Regions from separate parts of the Mus musculus genome. Here all the other regions are linked to region 1. Evidence: chromatin contacts called from public ChIA-PET and promoter capture Hi-C data. All regions are on one chromosome and are shown on one strand. Each heading gives the region's core, a stretch centred on a gene start, on an enhancer-like site or on the middle of the called end of the contact. The rest is flanking DNA. Distances are from core to core; before and after follow the strand shown.

Region 1 (2,753 bases), core at 134-2,633:
GTTTGCTCATCTTGGTGGACCCAGGTCTGGGTTGGAAATAGACCATTCCTGTAGGAGATCAGGGGACCCTGGGGCTCACTTTCCCAAAGCACTCACCCCTGCAGGCTGCCAAGAGTCCCCTGCCGAGTGCTGGGCTCTGAGTTCCTTCTTGTGACCTCTGGAGGGGCCGGGGTGCTGTACATCACTGGACCTCTGAGGGGCTTTGCAGCTTCTAAGCCTTTTCAGTGTCGTGACTGACTAGCCAGTATGGCTTCCACTTTTCTTAGCTCTTTCTAAGTTGCTGATTCATAGAGGGGAAAAAGGGTAAACTGGTATGCATTTTGCATATAATCACCTTTTAAAAAAAAAGTAGATAATAGAATGACAGAAAATTCTCCAAATCCCTATGTATTCCAAATTGTATCATTTTGTACTATTGAAATTTCTTATTTAAGTACCCAAGATGATATATATATATATACATATATATATATGTATATATATATATACACATATATACACATACATATACATATACATATACATATACATATACATATACATATACATATACATATACATATACATATACATATATGGGGGGTGTAGGATCTTGAACTCTGATCCTCTGCCTCTGCTCCCTCAGCACTGGGATTTCCAGGTGTGCACCACCGCACTCATGAAGGTGGTTCTGGAGCTGGAACCCCAGGGCTTCGAGTACCTCATGCAATGCAGCCACCTCCCAGTCATTCTTCCTAGATCATATTCACCAAGGTTCTCACATACAAAACTGGTTTTTAGTTTTTGTTTCTTTCTGAAGCTTTTAATCTTCTGTTCTAGAATGTTCTCCCAACAAACTGCCTTCTTTGGGCTGGTGCGATGGCTCTGCAGGTAAAGGTACTTACTGCCAGTTTAATGACCCAAGTTTACCCTCTGCATGCATAGTGGAAGGCAAGAACCGGTTCCTACAAATTATCTTCTGATCTTCCGAGACACACACACACACACACACACACACACACACACACACACACACAGAACGGCTGTACCACCACTACTACTACTAACAGCAACAACAATAGTAATAAGACCCAAACCTCCCTACCTTCACCTGAAATTCCAGGCTGAGTTGGTAGAAGGTTCATCAGAGTTGGTCTACTGGAGGTGGCCACAATGCCCACTGCAGGAGCCGTGCTCTTTCTCACCCAGCTGTCTGTGCTCCCAGTGTGAAGCAGTAGGGCCACTCTCTAGTTTCTGCCAGTTGATGGAAACATGAGGGGCCTGTGGGGGAGTAGGGAGGCGACTGTCAAGAGGCCCAGCGTTTTCGTGAGAAAATCTTCTTCCTCCAACCCCCAGGGCAGTGTGAAAACAGCAAACCACTCTGGCAGAATGGAAAGTCGCTGACAGGAAGCACCCTCCACCGGTGTGCTAATAAGGCCAGGGCACAGGAAATGCTCCGCTCAACCCAGACAGCAGGAAACCCACCTTCAGCCCTCCTGTTCCCCACAGGCACTCTGGCATCTGGGGCCCATGTGGTTGAAGAGTCAGAGACATGACTATTCACCCTGTTTTTCTGAGTGTTAAAAACCTCTAGGGTCAAAATTCGAAGGTTCAAGACAATGTGCTTGCGTAGCTATTGTCATTGGTTATCTTTACTTATTTATGCTTTTCACATCTATTTACTGTGTCTGCACACATGCCGTGCCACATGAGTGGGGGTCAGAGAACACTGGAGGGAGTGTGTTCTTTCCTACTTACTGTGTTGGTCTCAAGAGTCAAACTAGGGTGTTGGACAGAGGCAAGTGTTTGTATCCAATGAACCATCTTGCACACTATGTTTTTTTTGTTTTTTGTTTTTGTGAGGCAGATCTCCCTTCAGAGGTCAAGTTGACTGAACTCATAGTAGCTTCTTGTCTTAATGTCCCTGGTGATGTGCTTACAGGTGTGAATCAGGCTCAGGGCTCAGAATGGTTCTTACCCCTGCTCCCAACCCAAGACAGGGTTTCTCTACACATCCATGGCTTTTCTTTCTTTCTTTCTTTCTTTCTTTCTTTCTTTCTTTCTTTCTTTCTTTCTTTCTTTCTTTCTTTCTTTCTTTCTTTCTTTCTTCCTCCCTCCCTCCCTCCCTCCCTTCCTCCCTCCCTCCCTCCCTCCCTCCCTCCCTCCCCCCCCCTCTCTTTTTGGTTTTTCGAGACAGGGTTTCTCTGTATAGCCCTGGCTGGCCTGGAACATACTTTGTAGACCAGGCTGGCCTCGAACTCAGAAACCCGACTGCCTCTACCTCCTGAGTGCTGGGATTAAAGGCGTGTGCCACCACTGCCCTGTTCTGTATTTCACTACACAGGCCAGGCTGGCTGACCTCAAACTCTCAGAGGTCCTCCAGCCTCTGTCTCCTAAGGGCTGGGATTGAAAAAGTGTACCACCAATGCTGGCCTTAGAATGGTTCTTAGCAGATCTCAAAAGAGCTAGAATTAGTTGTTTAGAGAGCTGTACAGAGCTGGCACCCGCTTGTGGTTCCGTGGGTGGACTGGCTTCATAAATAGATCTTCTGCAGGTGATAATGCCAGAGGTGAGCTGAGTTTCATACTCTCAGAGCCTCTGTTCCGGTATCATAGTGGGAATGGAACCGAGCCCGGGTTACAGGGCCGTTGGCCACTGTTTCTTCCTCAGGGCTTCTGGTGAGGGGCTATCTGTTGCTGGCCTGGCTCTGCTGCAGCCAGTCCCAGTCCTGGGTAACCTCTCATTTCAGGTACTGCTGGGTTTCTCGCCAGCAT
Region 2 (3,135 bases), core at 626-3,125, 660 kb before region 1:
CTGCACTCACTGATAACTGGATATTAGCCCAGATAATCAGAATACCCAAGATACAATTTGCAAAACACATGAAACTCAAGAAGGAAGACAAAAGTGTGGATACTTCGATCCTTCTTAGAAGGGGGAACAAAATACCTATGGAAGGAGTTACAGAGACAAAGTTCGGAGCAGAGACTGAAGGAATGACCATCAAGAGACTGCCCCACCTGGAGATCCATCCCATAAACAACCACCAAACCCAGACACTATTGCAGATGCCAACAAGATTTTGCTGACAGGAACCTGATAGAGCTGTCTCCGGAGAGGCTCTGCCAGTGCCTGGCAAATACAGAAGTGGATGCTCACAGCCATCCATTGGACAGAGCACAGGGTCCCCAAGGAAGGAGCTAGAGAAAGGACTGAAGGAGCTGGAGGGGTTTGCAGTCCCAAAGGAGGAACAACAATATGAACTAACCAGTACCCCCAGAGCTCCCTGGGACTAAACCACAAATCAAAGAAAACACATGGTGGGACTTGTGTCTCTAGCTGTATATGTAGCAGAGAATGCCCTAGTCGGTCATTAACGGGAGGTAGGGCCTTGGTCCTGTGAAGGTTCTTTGCCCCAGTATAGGGGAATGCCAGGGCCAGGAAGCGGGAGTGGGTGGACTAGTGAGCAGAGGGAGGGAGAGAGGATAGGGGATTTTCGGAGAGGAAACTAGGAAAGGTAAATAAAGAAAATAGCTAATTAAAAAAAACGAAACAGGAGTTGTTTGTGGTCTTGACCAGTACAGTAAAAGAATACTGAAAGTAATACTTTGGACCTAAACAAACTTTTTTCCTAGCAGAAATGTATGAAGGAGGAGACTAAACTTGGATATGCAGCAACTGACAGCATTATTAAACGTTTCAAATATCTTTGACACATGTCGTGCCTGTCATTAGGTAGAGGTTCCTAATCCACAAAGACCTTTCTTGAGTAGGACAAGACAGGCATTGTTTTATCCAGATGTGTCATAATAAGAGTGGTGTCAAAATCTGGGGATGTACAAGCATCGTTGGGTGGTGTGCTAATTAAAGTTCATATTCGTGGTCCCGGTGAGGTAGAGGAGCAGGCTGTTTTGGAGGCAGGGGCAGATGACTGTGAATTTGAGGTCAGCCTAGTCTATACAGCAAGCTCCGGGTTAGCCAGGGCCGGCCACAGTGAGATTCTGTCATAATAATAATAATAATAATAATAATAATAATAATGAGATTCTGTCTCAATAATAATAACACAACATATTCGTGAAGAATATTTTTTTAATTTTTTAAATGCCCCAGGTCCGTATGAAGACCGCAAACAAGTATCTTTCACACACTAAAGCAGACAATTTGCAGCCCTAGAAATTATTTAAATCTTAAGTCACGCCAATGACACTCTCCAGGTCTCTCTCTACGACTCCTTTCCTTCAAAGTGCCTCACCCACCCCGCAAAGTGGAAGAGCAAATAAAAGATCAACCCCTTCACTTCGCTTTCAGTCTGTTAACTGTGGACTCCGTTTCACCACACTCCATTTTCCTCCACCCCGGGGTCGAAGCGCCACCCTTCCCCCACAGCCCCTTCCACGGCCCCGCGGCCCACGCCGCCCTCCGCGCCCCAGGCTCCTCCCGCCCGGTTCCTAGCTCCGAAGCCTCCGGACCTTCTGTCCGCTCCCCCGGCCCCCCGCGGGCCAGACCCCAACACCACACCTTACGGCCGCTCCATGAGTCGCTCCCCCTCCTAGCTGGGGGAGGGGTGGCAGCCGGAGACCCTAAGGCCTGCACTGCATTTTGAAACTGCGAGCAACGGCAGCACCACTTCCGGCCTCTCAAACCCAGCGTTCGCAAGAGCTTCCGGGGAGGCCGGGGGAACCATAGAGCGGACCCTGGAGGACTAGAGAGCTAGAAAGGCTGAAGAATCTACCATTGAGTACACACTAGTCCGGGAAGAGAGCCTCCGGACCTCCGAGGTCAGACAGAGATAGTTTTCTATTTTATTTTACTATTGAGTCAGGGATTCTCTGTGTAGCTCTAGCTGTCCTGGAATTCACTATGTAAACCAGACTGCCTCCCGAGTGCTGAGATTTAAGGCTTGCCACAGCATACCTTGCTTGCATAAAGAGGTTTTGAAAGAAAATAGAGGCTGGTCGTGGTGGCGCACGCTTTTGATCCCAGCACTTGGGAGGCAGAGGCAGGCGGATTTCTGAGTTCGAGGCCAGCCTGGTCTACAAAGTGAGTTCCAGGACAGCCAGAGCTATACAGAGAAACCCTGTCTCGATCGAAAAAAAGCGCCGCAAGACCGGGGGGGGGGGGGGGGGGGGTTAAGCGAAAACCCTGCCACAAGAAGCGAAAGTATGAGCTGGGACGGCCCGCTGCCAACACGAAGATTGGCCCTCGCCGCATACACACAGTCCAAATTCGAGGAGGCAATAAGAAGTACCGTGCCCTGAGATTGGATGTGGGGAACTTTTCCTGGGGCGCTGAGTGTTGTACTCGCAAAACAAGGATCATTGATGTTGTCTACAATGCATCCAACAACGAGCTTGTCCGCACCAAGACCCTAGTGAAGAACTGCATCGTGCTTATTGACAGCACGCTGTACCGACAGTGGTACGAGTCCCACTATGCACTGCCCCTGGGCCGCAAGAAGGGGGCCAAGCTGACTCCTGAGGAGGAAGAGATTTTAAACAAAAAACGATCAAAGAAAATTCAAAAGAAATATGAGGAAAGGAAAAAGAATGCCAAAATCAGCAGCCTCCTGGAGGAGCAGCTCCAGCAGGGCAAGCTTCTCGCCTGTATTGCCTCACGACCAGGCCAGTGTGGCAGAGCAGACGGCTATGTGCTCGAAGGCAAGGAGCTGGAGTTCTATCTGCGGAAGATCAAAGCCCGGAAAGGCAAATGAGCCTCATGCGTAGTGTAATAAAGGTGTCTGCTGTTCTATTAAAAAAAAAAAAAAAAAAAAAGACAACTTCCATATCCCATCTCTAGTCTTCTCATTTCCCTACAAGCTAACCCTTCCTGATCCTTTGACTACTTTTCTTTTTTTTGACATGTCAATGAGCCAGCTTACTCCCTGGTCGTTATTTTCTGGACAAGAATTTGTGTTAAGATGTGGATCCCAGAAAGAGATGTTTTTTG
Region 3 (2,840 bases), core at 303-2,802, 670 kb after region 1:
AAAAGAAGGTTATGGGGCTGGAGAGAAAGCTCAGCAATTAAGAGCACTGATTGCTCTTCCAGAGGTCCTGAGTTCAATTCCCAGCAACCACATGGTGGCTCACAATCATCTGTAATGGGATCTGATGACCTCTTCTGGTGTGTCTGAAGACAGCAATGGTGTACTCACACAGACTAAATAAATCTTTAAAAAAAAAAAAAAAAGGTTATCACCGACAATCACTAGTTCCTTGTAGATCTCCCCTCACATTGAAGAGCGACAGCATCCATCACCACAGACAGAGCTCAGTGCTCAGGAAAGCAACCCGTACCTTTATGTCTCTTGCTCTTCTTTTTTCTGGAGACTGATCTTTCCTGAGTGCTTTCTTCCTGGGCATCCATCTCATCACTGCTGTCCAGGATGTCACATGGCTCACCCACCCCGGAAAGAGCCTCCTCGGCAGGAACCTGGGACGCTTCCAAGCCACAAAGAGATTTTACTAGGAGGAAACAAGGAGAGAATGAAACGCACTTGGTCCCATCTGCAAAAATCTTGAAAGCAAGACAAACATAACAAAAAAAAAAACAAAAAACCCAATATGCCAAAGAAATGGAAGTCAACTGCATGGTAAAATATGCACAAACTACCAAAAAAAAAAAGGGGGGGGGGACTGGTATCAAGGAGTGGCAGTGGAAATTAACGAGTACAAAAAGTTGTGTGGGATTTTGTTCTTGTTTTGGTTTGGTGGTTCTTCTGAGACAGGACCTCACACTTGCTAGGTAAACCAGGCTAGCCTTAAACTCACAGAGATCCACCTGTCTCTGCCTCCCCAATGCTGAGATTAAAGGAATGCCCACCGCAGCTGGTCACAAAGTTGGTTTTAACTCAAAGAGGAAACAAAACCATTTCGGCTCCGGAACCTGCTGATCCTGGCTACACACACCCATCCCATCCAGGATACGAAACGAGAAAGTAAACAGTGGGAAGAGCAAACACGTTCATGACCCAAAGGTCAGTAGAAAAAACACCGGGACGCAATTCCAGGTAAATACAACACCCAATGCTGTCTCTTAAAAGCTTGGGCCTAAAAAGACCCACGAAAGCCTACCTTCCTGCTGAATAGCGTTGGCCACGGCTTTCTTGACCCGTCCAGACCTCACCACCGCCGGATCCGAGTTGGCATAGTCCGCCACGGTCACTGAAACAGAGCAAAGCGCCAAGGCCTCCTCAGACTCGAGGCAAAGTCTCCGCCACCGCTCCCCGCCGGGTCCCGCCGCGCCCGCCCCGGCCGCCCAGCCCGCCTTGGCCGCCCAGCCCGGCCCCGCCCCTCGCCCACCTCGGCCCGAGCAGGCGTCGTGGGCCCGGAACTTGAGCCGCTTTCCTCTCTTGGGCATGGTGACGGTGTCCCGATGAGGCCCGCCTAGCTGGCCGGAGCCCCGGGCCATGTCTCGGCCCCGAGAGCCGGCTCCCGGAGCCGCAGAGCACCTCCACCCGGCTCTGCGGCCATCCCCGCACCGAGGCCGCGGCTATCGCGAGGACTTCGGCGAGGGCTCTGGGTCCCGTTGATTGCCGACGCCCCTCTCGGGGAGCCAATCGCCTCCGGGGCCCGGTGACGTCATCACCCGGCGCCCTCAGCCGCAGCGGAGGCCAGGTTCCCAAAGCGGAGCGGGCTGTAGGACGGGGAGTGCGTTGTCACCGTCTTCATCACCGTCTTCTCTGGGGCGTTTGGTCCTCCAGACCGCGTTCTTTAGAACTAATAATTTACATCGTGGTCCACTTCAGCATCTAGATTGCATATATCTTGTTTTCGTCATTCTCTCTTTCCCACTTACGTCAAGTAACCTGAACGTAAATATCAAAGCGGTCGCTATAATTTTGCTTACAAAGGCTTTGAAATTCTCTCTGCAGATCAGTGGCTAACTCCTGTAATCCCAACACAGAGAAAGGATCAGAAGGTGAGAGTCATCCTCGGTTCGTAGCCAGCTGGGCTACAAGAGATGCTGCCTGAAAAATGAGTAAATGTCTGAATTCTCAAAGTAGAAGAGATTCTTAAAAGGTTTCCCATCACCATCATCCGAGCAAATTCTAGAAGGATAGATGAGAACATATAATTCCTTTGTATTAAAAGAGAAGTCCCGTGTTGTGTCTTTTTTTCTTCTAATTCCCTTTCAGCTCCCAAAGTGTTAACAGTCCCTGGCTTAAGAAACAGTCCTTTTGACCCAGGCAACCCAACTGGCTAGATCTACTCAGAGAGTGCCCTATAAGACACCTCAAAGGGGTCTCCATTTTATTCTACCTAGTACTGTGCACAGAAGTTCATAAAGAGCAAACCACATAACTTACTAGAATTATGAAACAGTCTACCACCAGGGATCATAGAATAAGGCTTGGATCACTTGGGAATGATAACTGAAACAACATAATTGGTTATAATCATGCTCTAATTTATCTAGAATTATAACAGGAAGCAAAGGTCTAACAGCCTATAATTGTTCTAAATAATTTTCCATGTATACATAATTAATGTCTGTAGTTGAGTTCAAAATACAGCTGGTCAGCACAGAGCCTTCTCATCTCACGTTACCAGTAAAAATTTAATGAGGCTTTCATGCATGTAGATCTCTGCTCATGTGACACTCTTTAATACTCACACCCAGGAGTCCAAAGGGAATCAAAGATGCAAGAGACTCAGGCCCTATTAATAAACCACTAACTGCTTTAAAAACATAAGGATTTTAGCTGAAATGTTCTCTCATTTTAATCCTTTGGAATGAAAAACATGCTAGTTACACCAAAAAAATTTCTCTTTCAAATTTTGATTGAAAAAAATCTTAAACAAGATTTCTTGGAGTATTTAGCCA
Region 4 (2,908 bases), core at 389-2,888, 560 kb before region 1:
TCAAGTTGAAACTGGGAGTGTAAGTAGGTATACACCACAAGAAAAGGTGAGGTCTTTCCTCTAACGCTCGGAGGAAGGACAAGTCCTGTGCTCCAGAGGAGGAGCCGCAGAAGCGAAGGCTGGAGAGCATTCGGGCAGCGCAGGCTGAACAGAGCCTTTCTTTATTTTGTAGGCAGTGGTAAACAATGGAGGATTGTAAAGAAGAACGAGAGCAGAATATTAGCTAGTGTTTGTGTTCCTACCCTCTCTGCCTGGGGATACAGCCCCTCACCCAGCGGTTAGATGATCCTCTCGGCTTCACCCCAAAAGGAACTGAAGCCCGAAGTAACTTATTTGCATACTCGGACCTCCTGCTACTATGAAAAAAACGACTCATTGCTAATTACGTTTTCCTAAAGCTTTTAGGATTAAGAAACCAGTTACTGCCAGACACAAGTAATAAGATGTTGTGGGGGCGTAAACAGTAAAAACTCTTGGTTTCAGGGAAGAAAGAGCTTGTTCCTTGCTCAACAAGTCATGAGGATCAGCTGACCCTCCCCCAGGGCAGCAAGATTCTCCTCCTTAGTGTAACCACTACGCTCTGTGATAGCCACTTGGTCTTTGCATTGTGGATTAAAATGAGAATAAGAAAGTGAACTAAAGACCAGGCATGGTGGTGCATGCCTTTAATCTCTTTGCTGGAGAGGAAGAGACAGAACTAATAAGTTCAAGGCCAGCCTGGTCTACATCGCCAGTTCCAAACAGTCAGGGCTCTGTAGAGAGACCCGGCCTCAAATAAACAAATAAATAGATAAGTAAGAAAAGAAAAAAATAAAAATAAAAAAGGAAGAAAGAAACCAAACTAGTAAGAGATAAATCAGCCAGTACTTGGTTGGAAGGCCGAGGCAGAAAGATTGTGGTTAGTTTGAGGCCAGCCTGAGCTTCATAGTAAAATCTGTTTCAAACAAACAAAATCCTCCCCTTATTACAGTAATTAAAATTAATCAGCCAATATTTTTCAGAGGACAAAAGTCACCAATGTGTTATCCTTCGCCGGATGCTCTACTCTGTGGCTCTTGTTACTGAGGAAATAAGTGAATTGAACGCGCTGTTTCTGAGTTAGTTAACAGTTATCTTCCCACCTGTGACTTCAGCTTGCTAGTAACACCGCGTTTTTCTTTCTGAGGGGTATTTTGTCAAATGGACCCTGAAAGATGTCCAAATTAGATCACAGGCAATGCTAGAGACTTAGAAATCCTAAAGCAGAGGGGACAGGAATGTGTGAGTGATTCAGTTTCACTATGATTCACTAGGGATGATGTGTGTCTTAGCACCAGGCGAGTTGGTTATACAGCACTGCCTACATCGTTTCACTCCAGTCTTCCTACGCCCTTAATAGGAGAAGACCGATACACGTGTCAGATAAGCGGATAATTTGCCTAGCAATCGGATCCATAAAAAAGGGCTCGGGAGAATTCTCGGGTTCTCTTGAAACCCACTCACCTCCCCAGCCATTCCCTTTGACCTAGAGGGTGGGGCGCGGAGTCTCCTAGGAGACCAGAATGAACTGACTGCGCAAGCGTACATCCTAGGTCCGGCTGATGCAACTCGCCGCGTGCGAGCCCCGCTCTACCCCGAGTAAGGAAGCCGACAGGGACCACAGACGCGGCCAATCAGAGGCCACGCACGAGGGTGAGGCAAGTCCGCCTCTCGGGAGGCAAGGGTGGGGGTTCGGCGAATGACGTGAGGCGCCGCTGGGCGGTAGGGAGTAGACGCCCTCGGTCCTCCGTCTCGCCCTGCAGCTTCCGGGTGTGCGGCTGCGGCCATTTTGAGCTTCGCTTCTTTGCGCCCTCGCCTGCCACCCAGCCACCCTTTCCGCCTTGGCGTTTCGCGCCTCCGTGCGGGCCACCGGAAACGCCGCCGTCGTCTCCGTCGCCGCCGCGCGAGGGAGGGTCTTCTCTATGGTGGAGCGATCTCACACGGCCTAGGACGTCTCCTTCCCTAGCCGGGATGGACCTAACCGCGGTCGCCACCGCTTGCGCGGGCCTCTGGGCCGTCCGGTGCAGCACTCGTTGCGGAAGCCGCCGCTCTCTGGGCCTCCTCTGCCGGCGCGGGAATCGGACTGCAGTACCCACTCCGTGGCTGGGCAAGGCGGAGACTGTGTAGACCTCGGATCCAGCCTGCGCTGACGCCGCTGAGCTCTGTCCTCCTCCTGTCTGAGAAGCCGCCAAGGAAAGGAGATGGAGACAGGAACGCACAGGGCCCGGAAGCGGCCTGGCCCTCGGCTGGGCTCCTGGTTCCGGCTGCCCTTCCTTCGGCGATCGCACGCCTGCTCTTCGGAGTTCCCGCCGCCTTCCTCTCGACAAAATCCCGGGAACTCCGCTCTGCCCGAGCGTCGGACCAGGTACTGGACCAAATTGCTTTCTCAGCTCCTTGCCCTGCTCCCTAGCCTATTCCAGAAGCTGCTGCTTTGGAGCCAGCTTTTCGGGGGCCTGATTCCTACCAGATGGCTAGATTTTGCCGCAAGTTACAGCGCCCTGAGAGCTTTGAGAGGACGGGAGGAATCTGCCGCTCCCACGGTGCAGAAGTCTCTGAGTTCACTGCGGCTGGACTCTTCGGAAGACTTGGTTGTCAGTTCTCTTGATTGGCTAGAGGAGGGACTCCAGTGGCAGTGCTCGTCCTCAGACCTGGAGTTAAAACTCAAGGCCCAGGAAAGAGCTTTAGACTCTGCAGCGCCCACTTTCCTCCTGGAGCAGCAGCTGTGGGGAGTGGAGTTGCTGCCCAGTAGCCTTCAAGCTGGTCTAGTCTCCCACCGAGAACTTGACTCTTCATCCTCTGGGCCTCTGAGCGTTCAGAGCTTAGGTAATTTCAAGGTAGTTTCCTATCTCCTGAACCCTTCCTACCTGGACTACCTTCCCCAGTTAGGGCT

Evidence for each region. Promoter capture Hi-C pulls out the DNA fragments that hold promoters and counts their contacts. ChIA-PET counts read pairs in DNA pulled down with a chosen protein or histone mark. Capture Hi-C pulls out chosen DNA fragments and counts their contacts.
Region 2: a contact with region 1 is called in a promoter capture Hi-C map of pancreatic islet. The contact joins the promoter of Mdm4 here to the promoter of Lax1 in region 1. A contact is called at or near these places in 2 of 484 Hi-C or Micro-C datasets (B cells and CD4 T cells), 4 of 115 datasets of contacts at active chromatin or transcription factors (the 230-238 cell line, memory CD8 T cells and pancreatic cancer cells) and 1 of 9 other capture datasets (pancreatic islet).
Region 3: a promoter capture Hi-C map of liver shows a contact between it and region 1, with 6 times the contacts expected there. The contact joins the promoter of Tmem183a here to the promoter of Lax1 in region 1. A contact is called at or near these places in 1 of 39 promoter capture datasets (liver) and 3 of 115 datasets of contacts at active chromatin or transcription factors (effector CD8 T cells, memory CD8 T cells and pancreatic cancer cells).
Region 4: an RNA polymerase II ChIA-PET map of memory CD8 T cells shows a contact between it and region 1, with 50 read pairs. The contact joins the promoter of Ppp1r15b here to the promoter of Lax1 in region 1. A contact is called at or near these places in 3 of 39 promoter capture datasets (hippocampal neurons and pre-B cells), 10 of 115 datasets of contacts at active chromatin or transcription factors (the 230-238 cell line, bone marrow-derived macrophages, effector CD8 T cells and 7 more) and 1 of 9 other capture datasets (liver).

Annotation. Positions count from the first base shown.
Region 1 is chr1:133,688,725-133,691,477 of GRCm38.p6, forward strand. Lax1 (lymphocyte transmembrane adaptor 1) reads right to left here and starts at 1,384. Exons shown (of 6, transcript NM_001159649.1): 1 at 1,085-1,384; 2 at 97-280. The coding sequence starts at 182.
Region 2 is chr1:133,023,541-133,026,675 of GRCm38.p6, forward strand. It overlaps Mdm4 (transformed mouse 3T3 cell double minute 4), which reads right to left and starts at 1,876. Exons shown (of 11, transcript NM_001302801.1): 1 at 1,708-1,876. It also overlaps the pseudogene Gm29257.
Region 3 is chr1:134,360,447-134,363,286 of GRCm38.p6, forward strand. It overlaps Tmem183a (transmembrane protein 183A), which reads right to left and starts at 1,553. Exons shown (of 8, transcript NM_020588.2): 1 at 1,316-1,553; 2 at 1,088-1,177; 3 at 311-478. The coding sequence starts at 1,424.
Region 4 is chr1:133,129,528-133,132,435 of GRCm38.p6, forward strand. It overlaps Ppp1r15b (protein phosphatase 1, regulatory subunit 15B), which reads left to right and starts at 1,639. Exons shown (of 2, transcript NM_133819.3): 1 at 1,639-2,908. The coding sequence starts at 2,220.